Linked DNA regions of Mus musculus: region 2 is linked to region 1. The links are chromatin contacts, called in public Hi-C maps. All regions are on one chromosome and are shown on one strand. Each heading gives the region's core, a stretch centred on a gene start, on an enhancer-like site or on the middle of the called end of the contact. The rest is flanking DNA. Distances are from core to core; before and after follow the strand shown.

Region 1 (7,142 bases), core at 2,131-4,630:
CAGTTCCCATTTCCAATCTCACCCCCCATGCTCCATAGACCTCCTGAATTAAAGAGGGTCTCCAGCGTTGTCAACTAACCCACCAAGCATCAGGCCATAAAATCTTATGTTCAGCCACCTGCGGGATGATGGAGGGAAGAAGAAACTGAATGGAGCAAGGGGTGGGGGTCAGGGCCGATCCAGCTGGCCGCTGAAGATGGCTTCCACAGAATTCTTTGCGGGGTGGAAGGGTGCAGAATCTCGGGTCATTTCCTGCCAGGTCTGAGCCGCATGTGGGGAGGACCTCCATAATCACGCTGTCTCACAGTTCCATTAGTGTCAGAACTCATTAGGAGACCAATCCACTCGGCAGCAGTGGGCATACAAAAGAAAGAGCCGGCCAAAAAGTCTACAGACTGACTGTTCTGTAGTTGTTAGAACAGTGGTGGGGGCGGGCAGGGGAGAAGGATTGTAAAATTCCCGGCTGGGTAATTAGAGTCAGCAGGGAGGCAATGGCAGGCCTCTTTTTTTCTCTCCTGGTGGTTTTAAAAGATTGGCTAGGGTGAGGGGTGGGGAGGGAGGGGGGGGACTGGTGGATTAGGGGGTGCTTTTTTTCTAGGGTGAGGCCATGGGTGCCTGTCATCATTCGTAAGGGAAAATGGTCATCCATTTGCACCTCATTTCTGAGTGAAGCTGAGGAGACAGACTCATTGTGACTGAGATCTGGTTAGAGCACCGAGAAGCCAGTGAGGTGGTTAGTTGCCCTGAGTGTGCTTAGCTAAAAGCAAATGAGCAGGCAACCTGACAGTCTGTTAGGTGGATAGAGGCAGATTCATGTTGCCTGTGCATTGGGCAAGGGATCGGAGCAAGGCTGTGGAGGTGTGAAAGGATATAGCAGCATTGTTTTCTGGAACAACTACCTTGGGCTTTCCAGAGTGTCTTTCACAAAGTCAATAAGGTCAATAAGGGTTACACAACAAATTGGCTCAGCTCGTATGTCAAACTGTAATGGTAGGCTGGGAAGATGACTCAGTCAGTAAAGCGCTTGCAAGATGGTGCTATTGTCTAGCCCAAGTATCTCTGGCTTTCCAGGATGACATGCTGACTTTCTTCAAGTTCAACGGCAGTGATTTAGGCAAAATAGACACAAAACAGCTGTCTCTGGCTGCCGCGCTTCTCTTTCATGCCGGTGCTGTCAAATACAAAAGCTTACCCAACCAAAAGAGAATGTAGACGTTTAGTAACTGAAGAGTAATCTATACGCAATGAAATCCGCTCATCTGAAGTGTGTAATCGATGGATTTTGACAAATACGTGCCTTTGAGGACCCACATTCAATCCTTAAAACCCACTTTAAAAAAATATTTTTTTTAAATAAAGCCCGCCACGGCTAGTAACCGTTACAAGCTTGCACTTGTAACCCCAGTGCAGGAGAGGCATCGAAAGAAGGATTTCTGGGGCTCACTAGCCAGCCTGCTTAGCCTACTTGGAAAATTGCAGGCCATCGAAAGCCCTCATCCCCTCCCTCTGTCCAAAAGGGTAGATAACACGTGAGGAGCAACATTTGACATTGTTCTCTGATTTCCACCATGTGTACCCCACACGTATGCATACGTAAACACATGAACAAGGGCACTTGCACACATAAACATGAAGACATGTTGCTGCCCTGCTTGACTGAACCTGACTTTAACAGGTCTGCCATGTTCTTTGGGCTTCATACATGAACAAGACAGAAACCCAGCAGCAGCACTTTTGGAATCTGAGGGGATGTGCACCTTGGAGAAGCCAGGTGGCTGCTTTGTTATCCCGTGCTGGCTGGCTCAATGTAGGTCATCATTCAAACTTTATTATTATTAAGAAAGAAAGAAAGAAAGAAAGAAAGAAAGAAACCATTTTAAGCATCAGTTTTGAAGCCAGAGCTTCGTTTTCATGAACACCTGAAACCAAACAGACTGTGCATGTGGTCTGTGCTGTTCCGTTTCCCCTGTTTCCTTTGTTTAAAGTCTTGACCTTAACTTTGCTATTATGCATTTTGGGATTTCTGGAGCCCAACTTTACCCAGAGGGAAAACAAGGAAACAAATAAGCTTAAAAATATGTTTTCTGACCTAACCCTACATCCCAAGGTCACTACTGAAACACATCATATTGAAAATCTGCAAGGTCTTAGGGCCAACCCCATGGGAAAATCAGAAAAACTAGAAGCTGTGAAGGACACAGATCTGCTGAATATATTAAGCTTGTGTGTGTGTGTGTGTGTGTGTGTGTGTGTGTGTTTCTAGTCCTCTAAGGTAAATTTATACCATCCATACAGATGCACTCTTTTCTATTTATTATTCCCAATTGGGCAATGGAGGTTAATGTCGTGCAAAGGAGAAAAAAAATCAAGAGTTTGACAGCACTCCCTCAATTTTATTTTAAAGCAACACAAAGAAAATGAAAGCTTGTTCTTTGGGGCCAGCATTTCTCCCTCCCCAATTCCACCCAGACTGGATCATCTTAAATCTGATTTGGGATTTGAGCGTTATTTGGATTAGCTCATTAGTGGAGCACCATTCTGACAAGCCACTAATCTGAGGCACTGGTGCACGGCACCATGACAGTATTATGCCGAAAATGAGAAATCTAATGAGATTAGACAGGTCCTTGTGCAAATGGTCTGACGGTACTTTGTATGGCAGTCCATGAGCTTGGGAATGCAGGAACGTGGGCAGATTGAGGCATCAGACTCCCTTGATCTATGACAGGGCCGCTCTAGAGCCCACAGGTGAAATCTATTGAAAGTCAGCAGTGATGCACCATTTCTGAGCAAGGTCCGGGAACTTCAAGCAATGATCCAGATTAAAAAGTGATAAATACACACAGGGATGACAGTGGGGATGGAGGTATTAGCTACTGGAGAGTTTTTGGGGTGAGATTCTGATATGTTCTGGTGTCTGTGGAGCAGAAATAGGCACAAACAGAAGCAGCCACAGGGCAAGAATAACTGGAGGCTGGAACCAGCCACTGATGCATTCCAAAGTTGCTTACCCAGTACCAGCAAGAAAACCCCATCACTGTCTTCCCTGCTGTTAGAGTGATTTTCTCTCCTTCCTTCACTTGCAATTTTAGTCATTTTTAAGCTAAACAGAACATGCTGGCTCCCTTTTGCTTAGAAGGGGCCTGTTGCTGAGATCAGAAAATGCTAGACTACAATAATGCATGATTTATAACGTCCAGATGTGGCTAAGGGGCAGCAGACAGCACACAGTGGACGGGGACTTGGTGCCTCCCCCATCTCTTTCCCTCCTTGTTCTCTCAAAGAGGAAAACAGAAGTTTCCATGGCATTTTCTTGCCTGTAAGTGGAAAATCAAGCTATTAACAGAGGCCTGGAGTTGTCCCCCTGGGAGATAGCTTTTTTCATATTGTGCTACTCTGCCACCTAATGGTGACTTTTAGTATTCTGTGAAAGGCCTGCCTGTTAGTAGATGCTCCTTAGTTAAAAAAATCTTCCTTGCGCCAAATGGAAAAGTCAGTGTCAGGCATTCTGTCAAAGGTCGTCAAAATGAACAGGCATGAAGCATAAGAAAATACACCTTTCTTTCATGTTAGTAACATGCCAAGCCAGTAACAGGCGTCTTTCATATTTTTTCCCACCAGACAATGAATGGTTGTTCAGTGACTGGTTGTTTAGATATGGAAGTCTAGATATATTTAGTTTAGATATAAAAAATTTACTGTTAAACTGTGTATGAATGAATTCAAGACAGAACTGGGTTCTATTCAGTTTTTTCACTTTACCAAGAGTGTCCAGGGACTTGGAGTTGATGGTCTTTCTGAAACTAGAGCATGAGGCATTTAGTTTTCTCTCTGTCTGAGGAGTCTTCGCCAAGAGTAGAAGAGGGCCTGGACTGGTATTAAATAAACACCAAGGATTCTAGTCCCAAGATGAGGTAAAGGGAAGAACACAAACAGCTTCCTGCTGTCACAGAATCTTAAGAATTTCTAAAGCAGATGGAAGGATGGTGGAGAGCAGGTGGGGGAAGGGAAACCTGTACCTGAGCAGGGCGTTGTCCCAAACATTTTAACCTTCACAGGCAGAACAAAGGGATGTTCAAAATAGTCTCCTGAGTACAAAGATCTAAAAAAGCTGGGTTCTCAGAATCTCTGGGAGATGACTGAGAATAGGGTGTATCAATAGAACAACCGAGGAGAGAGAGAGAGAGAGAGAGAGAGAGAGAGAGAGAGAGAGAGAGAGATGGCGGTGGGGTGGAGAGCGAGAACAGTTCACCCAATAATCAGGTCTGTGAGTAGCAATGAATAAGAGGTTTTCAAGCCTTTCTACAGTATCCATTACGATTTTTATTATTTTATTTTGCCTTTTCTTCTCAAGATTCCCGAAAAGCCTTTGCCATGCAGCTGTAACCAAGCAGTCATCTATTATTTCACTTAAACACACACCAAAAGAGGTGATGTTGATTAATCAAAGTAGAAGCAGCAGACACGCTTTGGAAACAAAAACCTCAGTGCTTCAAAGGCAATGCCCATTGGCCATCAGGAGCTCTGTTGCCAGGGAGATGGTTACCAAGCATAGGTGCCCCCAGAGCAGCTGCATTTATGGAGGTGTGGCCCTGGACAGCTTATTGGTACTCTCTGGATGGATGTCACGAGTGAAGGCTTTTCAAATATTTAATTTTTCCCGTGTGTGTTGGCAAGAAGGGACTGGGCTATGTGACTGCTTTTCAAAGACAAGATTAAAGAAAGAGGAGGAGAGGCATTGGAAGAACCAGAGAATGTGATCAAATAGACTGAAAACAGAATGCGAAGAGAGAGGGAGAGACTCGGTCAGTGGCAGAAACCCAGAGATAGTACAGCCCCGTAGACCCGAACTACAGTCTGAGTTGGTCACAGGGCAGACACCTGGGTACAGGGAAGCCAGTGTGGTGTGACTCTTCTGAACAGTATTTTCTAGAGGGATGCCTCTCTGTGAGTGCCTCCGTAATTATCCACTCCATGCTAACCCACATAAGATCTCATGTCAATGATAGCTGACTTCAAAATAAGACACGGAACTGCAAGTGCTAATGTCTTTTTGGCAGAAATAGGGTCAGAATGTGTGTGTGTGTGTGTGTGTGTGTGTGAGAGAGAGAGAGAGAGAGAGAGAGAGAGAGAGAGAGAGAGGGCTTATTTCAAACTCCTTTCTACTTCCAAATTTATTCTTCTAGGGTCTCTCATAGAAGTCACTAGAAATCCTTTCTCCATGTGGCTAATATTTCCCAGCACTAGCTTCGTCTGAGAAAATATTTTTGGATGAAGTGTGTGCACAGGTGTATCTGCAGACTCAGGTCTGCCTTTAGTGATGCTGAGCGTGTCCAGAAGAAAAGGAAGTAGGTGCAAATAACAACAACAACAACTAACAAATGATGATGATGATGATGATAATAGAAAAACATTTCTTTTAGTCTGAGAAGGGTAGGTGTCAAACACGAGAATCACCAAAACTAGAACACTGGACTGTCTGGATGGATTTCAGATGACCTAAAATGGAAAGCCTACTGGTCTGGCATTTGGAAAATGTAAGGATGAAATATGACTGAGTTGGAATTAAGCAGTGTCTGGATGTGAGTGTGGTCAGAGGGGTCACTCCAGGGGCCATCTGATGGAAGCCGGGATTTGGACTGACAAGTGAACAGAGTGTTTCTGAGAATGACTCCCTGTTGTGTGTGTGTGTGTATGTGTGTGTGTGTGTGTGTGTGTGTGTGTGTGTGTGTGTGTGTGTGAGTGCGCACGAGTGCCTGCTCACTTGGGAGCTTGAGGTTGGGCATAGGATGAAGCAGACTGGAAGGTGATAGGTCCTGAGAGAAGAAAGCATTGGCTGATGAATCTAGATTTCCTCAGCACTTTGTCTGGGGCCAATCAGGGTTAATATGTACTACATAATTTATATGAAATTTCTCATCCTTAATGAAGGAAGAAAAAACAGAATTATAACATAGTTGCATTTTTGCTATTAATTCATGAGAAAAAAAAATCTCATGGAGGCATGTTGAAGCAAATGCAGTGGGCGGCAATATCATCTAGAACATCTAGGGTTCTTTACTCTCAGTCAAAAGACAGAGGTGGGTGGGGGTGGGAGTGAGGCCCTCCAGGACAGGGTATGATAGGTTTTGCATGTGTTGTCAGGCTGCAGCTGTGGCTGGCTGACATGAGAGCGCCAGGCCACATGGCCCCATTAGGAAAAGGTGAGGCTGTGAATTACTTTTACAGCCTGGAAATGACACATCTCATTCATCCAGAGAGTTATTTAGGTTTGCATTGAGTGTGAGGACCCATGAGTCACCCAAACATGTCTATTTCTTCATCTTTGAGGATCGGTGAAGGGTGTTTCTCTCTCTTTCTCTCTGTCTCTGTCTCTGTCTCTCTCTCTCTGTGTGTGTGTGTGTGTTTATGCAGAAGGCTATGCGTTGTGAAACAGGGCTGAAGAGAGGGTAGACTGATCACCGTTTCAAGGCCTCAGTGAGCACATCTGATTATTGGTAGAGCTAATTCCTTCTCAGTGGGCTCTCTTCCACACAGGAGGACTGAGAAAGTAGGCGTGCTTTGTCTCTGGTATAAACACTTGCCAGCCATTGCAAACCCTAGGTAAGGCCTGCAGACATAAGTATAAATACATGCCAAAGTGTGTGTGTGTGTGTGGGGGGGACGACTGCCTTCCTGAAATTTGTCCATTTATTTGTTGGAGGGACACGAGAAGGGAGGGTAGAGATTATTGGTAAACAATAAATCACTTTTGTACTTCAATCCAAATCACACCAAAATGGGACAAGGTATTTACCAACCACCCTGCCTCACTGGTAATTACCCAGTGGCATGTCTGGCTTCATAAAACCTCAATCCGAGGGGAAAAGGTAACAGCCTCTGCTGCTCTGTTTAGGTATCTTAGAAAGAAAAAAAGCAAACTACTCTGTCTTCAGTCCCATTTGAATAAAAACATTCACTTGCCCCCAACAAGGAGAACACATTTCCCCAGCTGATTGATGCTTTTCCATTTATTTTATAATGTATTTTTTTCCCTCAGCAAGGGATTGTTCTCCAGAATGCTAGAAAGGAAATATTTCCCAAATTGTGTGCTGTGATTGGCTGGCGGGGGCCTAATCAGATAGTACAGATAGTCAGGTGGG
Region 2 (7,142 bases), core at 1,372-3,871, 1.5 Mb before region 1:
CTTCAGCAGCTATGGATTCAGGCACACGTTAACACCATGAAAGGAGAGCAAATAAACCCCTCCCTTGTATTTTACAAACTCTATGACAATGACCAAAATAATACCAAAGAATACCTTCTTCCTCAACCCCATCCCACGTTAGGCTCAACATAATGATGCCCGGGGGTGAGGAGACTCTGCAAAGACAACATTTGGGTCTTTCCATCTCCTCCCTTCTATCGGTCCCCTCCTGCTCACAATTAAAACAGACTACTGAGTTTACATCATCCCAGGTGTGTTATTCTTTATGACATTCCACAACTGGACCGTCAGAGCTAAACATTCATTATGAACTTTTTATTCCTCTTCTTCTTTTTTTTTTCTTTTCTTTTTTCTTTTTATAAGGCAACATGAGACACATTTGCTTCAGGGCTGGAAGTAGAAATGACTCCATGCACCCAATGGCTGTTATCTTGTGACTTCAAAGACACCAGGAAACATAACAAAAGGGGTCATGTCTGAGTGCACTGGAGGAACCATAGTCTTGGGTGGCTTGGGATGGGGATAAGGATGGGTGAAGCCACATTGCATTCCCAATGGTCTCTATTTGTCTAGGTACCTGGAGATGACAATGACAGCCAACAGAAACCCAGCCAGAGCTAGATAAGGCAACAAAAAAGCTCCAATCTCTTCTCCAAGTAAACAAAATGTGTACAGTATATTATTTTCTTGAAAAGTACCCCAGAAGAAGCAACATAAGAGGGAAGGGGCCCCTCTCTACACACACCCACACTCCCCCCCTTCCACAGTGAATCAGTCTCTCCCTCGAAAATACACACACACACACACACACACACACACCTCTTCACATGGGAGTGTACTGTGTACATACATACAGGACCAGGCTCCCCTCAAGACACCTGGCAGCCTGCCCAGGAGAGGAGGGATGGGATAAGGCAAGGGGAGAAAACAACAGGGCCTGTCTCTGGAACAAAACCAACAGAGCCTTGGGTTGTGAAGTGCTTAGGGGCGGGTCTCTTCTGGGATTCCAGATGCAGCATTAGAGTTGGTTTAAAATCATTAGAAAAAAGCGGGGCGGGGAGGGGAGAAAGGAATAAAAGAGAGAAGATTAAAAAGGAAAGAAGAAAAGGAAAAAAAATAATGATTAAAAACAAACAATATCAGAGCAAAGAGAAACCGGAACCAAGAACCACAGAGAATGGTGTGGGGTACATGAGAGCGCTCAGGGTTGGGGACCCTGGAGAGAGATGTCTGAGGGTTCACACAGAGACTAGGCGAGGAGAAAAAAAGTGCAAAATCGAGGCAACGTGTTTGCAGTCTTTCTTGGGTTTTTTTTGGGGGGGCGCTGTTCCTGCTTCGGCCCTCAGCAGTGCGAGCCCCGCTCTTGCTCTAGCTTAATGGTTAGGGTGGGCTCGACCGCCAGAGGGGCCCCGTTGGTGTAGTGGGAGGTTTTGTAGGTGATGGAGTGATCGGTCTTCTTGGCCGCATAGCGGAACCGGTGGTAGTGGAGCACCAGGGCCAGGACGACGGAGGCCAGCACCAGCACGGCGCCCCCGGCCGCCATAACGTAATACCAGTAGGCTGGGATGGGCTGCACGGGCACCGTGTCCACTGTGGGCTCGGTCCCTGGCGGGAGGGTGCCCCCTGGGGGAGAGACACAGAGAGTGTTGCTAGGCTGAGAGCATGCGGACTCATAAAAAAAAATCAATTAAAAAAATAAAGAAAAAAAATAAAGAAAAGAAAGAGAGAAACACACATGCTTTGGGTCATACAGCAGGGATCCAGGGACTCAGGCGGTACTCGGCCTTCATATATACCAAGCCGTTTATTATCTGCAATCTCTTCGCTGGTCCCTTTATGCATCAGGTACTTTAACCCACTGTACAGATGAGGAAACAGGCTCACAGAGGTTCAATCGACAATTGCTGCTCACCTGGTAGTAAATATGTCTCAACCAAGAGTCCTACCCTTACATAGCTTTCTTTATTATTTAATCAGAATTACTTTACCATGTGTCAAAGCATTATAATTTTTTCTCTCATCTCTCTCTTCCTTTCTCTCTCTCTCTCTCTCTCTCTCTCTCTCACACACACACACACACACACACACATACACACACACACACACACACACTTCCACGCACACACACCACATACACACAATGATACTGCAGTATCTGCTGGAATTCAGATTGGTGAATTCTTCAAGTGGGTGGAAAAGCCATATTTGGTGTGGCTGGCCAGAATTCTCAACAATGTATTAATTAGGCTGGCTAGACTTGAAGGTAAATTCCACTTTGGTTTGCCAAGGTTTCTGTGCCCATTGAAATCAGCTTGGTCTTGTCTAAACAGGTCAATTACTACTGTCAAGCAATGACTAACCCGTCTTCATTTTTTTTTTAAACTGGATGGAGGATTTTAAAAGCAGATTGGATAAGGAGTTGCAGGGGGAAAAAAAGATATGAGCACAAAGCAATAAAGGAGTGTGAGAGCGAGGGACACCGAGCGAGGGAGCCTCATTCTTAACCGTGGAAAAGAGCGGGGAGAAGCTGGGGGTGGGGAGATTTAGGAGGCAACCGAGTTTACTGGCCAGCCTCTGGTTGCCATGGAGACGCTGTAGTAGAGTTTCGCTCAGGGTAACTCAGGGGAAAGACTGAATTGACTCCCACTCCATGCAAAACAGTGCTACAACTTGATTCTCCCAAGGATTTACATCAGATGAGAATCTGGCCCAGAAAGGGACTAAGGCGGTTTTGAGCTTGCCAAAGGCAGACATGATCTTTACTTCTGAAAAAGCCGATGTATGCTTAACCTATGAGAAATGCTTCTCGAGCTGCGGGCACCATGGGCGGATGGCTAAAACGTGCTTCCCTTACTTACAGGGTGTGCCGGAAGAGGGACAGATGAGCTGCCTATTCACAGCATCTGTTTGTGGACCCACCTTTGCTCACCACGCAGGCAGGGCCCCCGGCTACCTTTCTTCTCTCCACCCCCACACCCCCACCAGACTTAGAGCTCCTGAAGCAGAGGAAGCCAAGACTCAGCCTCCACCGAGGAGGACATGCAGTGAAGGTGCCCTGTAAATGCCTTATGAAGCAACTGCTGACCCGAGGCCCACACCCCCAGTTCTCAATTTCTCCCGACCCCACAGCCTGGTCCCCAGATAGCTGAGTAGTATGTCAGATCTCATGTCTCCTCAGAAGTGAGAGAAAAATGAGAGAATGTTTCTTAGAAAATCTGATGAAGCCTGCCCATCTTGCTAGTTCTGAATTACTGCTTCCGTCAATTTGGGGATCCCCTTCCGTCAGGGTGCAGTTTCACCTTGTAGACCACCAAAAGTCCTCCAGTGTTGGAAGAGCTTTGACCAAGACGAGTTGCTTAGCATACGACTTGATAACCACATCTGTATCTTTAGGATGAAAAAGACCCCATTATCCTAGGACTCCTAAAAGCTGTTTCTACTACTACCTTATCCTTTTCCAAAGACCCCATTATCCTAGGACTCCTAAAAGCTGTTTCTACTACTACCTTATCCTTTTCCGTGTGACTATATGGTCTTTTCCTTTCCGCTAAAGTGTTTTCATCCTCTTTTGTTTGTTATCTTGAGAAAGGTTTTCACTTTTTAGCAGAGGCCAGCCTGTAATTCACCATGTAGCTAGCCTTAAACAATCCCCCTGCCTCAGCCTCCCAAGTGGTGGGACTACAAGCATGAGCCACCACACCCAGCTCTAATTTCCATCTTTTAATTTTTTCATTTATCTTCTCCTCCCCCCCTCTCCTCTCTCTCTCTCTCTCTCTCTCTCTCTCTCTCTCTCTCTCTCTCCTCTCCTCTCTCTCTCTCTCTCTCTCTCTCTCTCTCTCTCTCTCTCTCTCTCTCTTTCTGTCTCTCTCATTGGTACTCAAATTGAGAAATTTACATACAAAAAAAAGGAGAGAGAGAGAAAGAAAGGAAACAAAGTATTGAAAATGGTTCCTTGAAGTGATCAGGTTGCAAGTCAGCTAATGTCAAGTCCTGATTCAGGTCACCCAGAGTGTCTGCTGCTTGGCAATCACCTTGCTACTGGGTTTTCATGGAGCTCTCAACGATGCTGTGAAATGCCTAAGCGCACAGGTGGTTCTAGAGTTCACCAGAGCCATCTTTTTTCTCCCATAAAGTGTTCCCTGGTTGTGCCTCTGACTCAGGTTTGCTGCTTTATGAGGACCATCCTCTAATGAGGTTACAGCTCGCCCATCAGAGAAAAGGCAGGTGGCAAACTAGGCAACAGAGCCCACTCTAAAGTGCCTGACCACAAAGATAGGAGCAGTTACAGCCACTTCTCTTGCCTCTGCCACCACCTGGCCTCAGTACAAAAGTTTCCAGCTCCAAGTGCTGGAGCTGGGGAGGGTGTTGCCCTGAAAGTGTTTCTGATGGTAGACATAACCTGGGTACACAGTTGGAAAATGCTCTGTCCTTTTGTAAGATGACAAATCATGATATAGGATTAGTATTCAGAATCAGATATGTGAGCCATCCTCTCCTCACCTCAGAGCTGTCCTGTGCCATGGAAGATAGATTCCACCGTATGCTGAAGATTCCCCCTTCCTACCAAAGAACAGACGTGGGCTGGACCTAGGCCTCCCTGCATATATGTAGCAGATGTGCAGCTTGGTCTTTGTGTGTCCTAAACAACTGGAGCAAGGGGATGTCCAAAAAGCTGTTGCTTGCCTGTGGGGTATGGTCTTTTAGCTGGGTGGCCTTGTCTGGCCTCAGTGGGAGAGAATGTGCCTGGCCCCACAGAGACTTGATGTGCCAGGGTGGGAGTACTCATGGAAACCCCACCTGCTCAGATGAGGAGAGAGGGGATGGGAGGAAGGATTGTGGGAGGGGCTGACTGGGAGGAGGCAGAGAGCATAATGTAAAGTGAATAAGAAAAAAAAAAAAAGAGACTCCTCTTTCCCACCAAAGCCCTCTTACCTAAAATTATCAACATGTACACCATGTGATAATTTGAATGACAAGAGATAATTTGTTTTGACCTCTTAAACATTTTCCTTGGATATGTGTTCCGGAAAAATGAGAAAACATACCATATAAATTTTGCTTTCAACAATGGAGTTAGAAAAGAGAGGCTATGACCAACAGTACCTTCCTTGTGTCCCAACAAGGAGTTTAGTGAAAGCTTGTAGGCATCAGAAGGTTCTCAGAACATTCCCCAGCTAGAGACGTGATTCTAACAGTCAGTGACTTGGAATCTGGAGCTGCCACAGCCTTGAAAGGTTCTGTGCTCATTAGGCTGTGGTTTGCCAGTTACAGAAAAGGAAGGTAATAAATCAAGCAGAGTTAAATCTCTACTCAAAACATCTTTCCAGCAACGGTAGAAATCCAATAAATGCCAGATGGATGGATGAGTAGACAGATGGATAGATGGGCAGATGGACAGACTGACAGAGAGACATAGATAGAGTGGTATGGGAATGCCAATGTTCAGACTCCCAGGGAAATGCTGATTTCCCACTAGACCTCACAGAAAAGCTCTCAGAAGGTACTAGAAGTGCTTCCCACTCACAGTGCCCCATGGGAAAGCAGAAAAAGATGCTTGGGCCCACAGGGAACTGGGTTTCAGTCTTATCCACCCCACGACTCCTATGGTGTGACCAGCCTATATCTTCATAAATAAAGAGTCCTGGGCTAGCTACACCAATCTGTGAGCAAACATTGTAGATGAGACATCAGCCTTGCCCAGAGCGTCAGTGCCTGTCCCAACATTCACTTGTCTTATACCACTCGCTCACAAATCTTTTCTTTCTTTCTTTTCAGTTGGAAACAAAATGTTTTCAATTCCTCAACCATTTTTTATTAATTTCCACCCCCCCAATTCTCCACAAAGTTTTCTCATTGTTTGAGATAATGAGAAACAGATACTTAAATAGTCAATAACTCCAAGTGCGTTTGCAAGGTTGAGCAGGCTGCCATCTGCAAAAGTTCTGAACTCCCCAGAGAAGAGAAATGTGAAGGCTAAGAATTTGGGATTCCAGAAAGAAATTCTGAGAAGTCACACATGGGAAAAGTGAAAAGAAGTTACCTGTTATGGAGTGAGACTGCTCTGCCTGTTTATGTCTATAAACACTGTCACCGGCTTAGTAAATAATTAGGGATGTGGCTGTAAGAACATCGACAACAGCAGACATTTCCAGCGTGTCAGCCCTTGGTTTGCTGCTCTACGTGAATGTCTTTATTTTCCATGAGTTTTAAGTGGGGAATGTGAAGACCTAAGAGGATGAGCACTTTGAAAACTAAGGAAGAGAGCAAAGTAACACAGGGGGAAATCCAGGGCTCTCTGAAGAATCGCTTACTGCTGCTGAGTGACTGAGCCAGGCTTGAAGCCAGACACACAAAATCCTCAGCTAGCTGCAGCCCACTGTCCATTTTTATAAATAAAGTTTTATTTGAACACTCCCATTTGTTTCCGCACCACTTGGGGGTTGCCTTTGTGCTTCATTGGCGGGGCAGAGTGCTTGCCAGAAAGGCTGTATGTGCTCCAAAGCCTGGGATATTTATTATCTGGTCTTTCATAGCACAGCTATGCAGATTTTCCTCAAACCAAGTAAGGCAGGAACAGAAAGCTGCCTTTTCTCCCTTCTGCCTCCTACTCTGCCTGAACCTGTCAGAGAATTGGCATAATGCAGATTCACCATGAAAGAAAAAAAAAAAAAAAAAGCAATCGTCTCTCACAGCTATGTTCATGAAATGTCACTGGGACCTGGAAGAGCTACCCAGCATCCCCCCAAGGAATGGTATGAAAGGCACCAAGGGTGGGTTTCCTCTCTGGACCTAAGAGCTGTTTTATACTGTGGGTGTGGGGGGCTTTTCTGTGCCAGCTGAGAACAGGCATAGCAGAAGGGACAGTTCAGGCGAGCCGTTTGTTTCATCTGTGGGATTATAAAAACATGAGAAAAAGCTTGGATCCACTAGAAAAGTATATGGAAGCTAGTGGAAGAACTCCAGGCCTCCGGTGCTCTTTAAGGGATGCTAAAATTTAAAGTATCCCTGAGAAAAGGTTTTTCCATTTGTTGGACAAGCAAGTATGCAGAGGTAGGCTCATTGGAGGTTTGCAGTGAGCCTACAGGAACGTTGGGGACTCCCCACTCTCTCTCCCCCACCCC

Evidence for each region. A called contact is a pair of places that touch in the nucleus more often than the background predicts.
Region 2: a Hi-C map of uterus shows a contact between it and region 1, with 4 times the contacts expected there. The contact joins the promoter of 4930487H11Rik here to the enhancer-like site in region 1. A contact is called at or near these places in 1 of 15 datasets of contacts at CTCF or cohesin (stem cell-derived epiblast-like cells), 8 of 484 Hi-C or Micro-C datasets (the N1E-115 cell line, cerebral cortex, cortical neurons and 4 more) and 2 of 115 datasets of contacts at active chromatin or transcription factors (astrocytes and stem cell-derived neural progenitor cells).

The regions. Positions count from the first base shown.
Region 1 is chr1:61,294,434-61,301,575 of GRCm38.p6, reverse strand. No RefSeq gene overlaps it. Among named protein-coding and RNA genes, the nearest start is that of 9530026F06Rik, 80 kb to the left of the region's middle. Within about 2 kb of position 3,380, at least 35 of the 459 cell types and tissues checked have an H3K27ac peak or open chromatin away from gene starts, as enhancers often do. A contact at or near this core is called in the N1E-115 cell line, astrocytes and uterus, where this site is marked.
Region 2 is chr1:62,790,211-62,797,352 of GRCm38.p6, reverse strand. 4930487H11Rik (RIKEN cDNA 4930487H11 gene) reads left to right here and starts at 2,621. Exons shown (of 3, transcript NR_040601.1): 1 at 2,621-2,800; 2 at 2,882-2,957; 3 at 5,797-6,435. All of the region lies in intron 15 of Nrp2 (neuropilin 2), which reads right to left.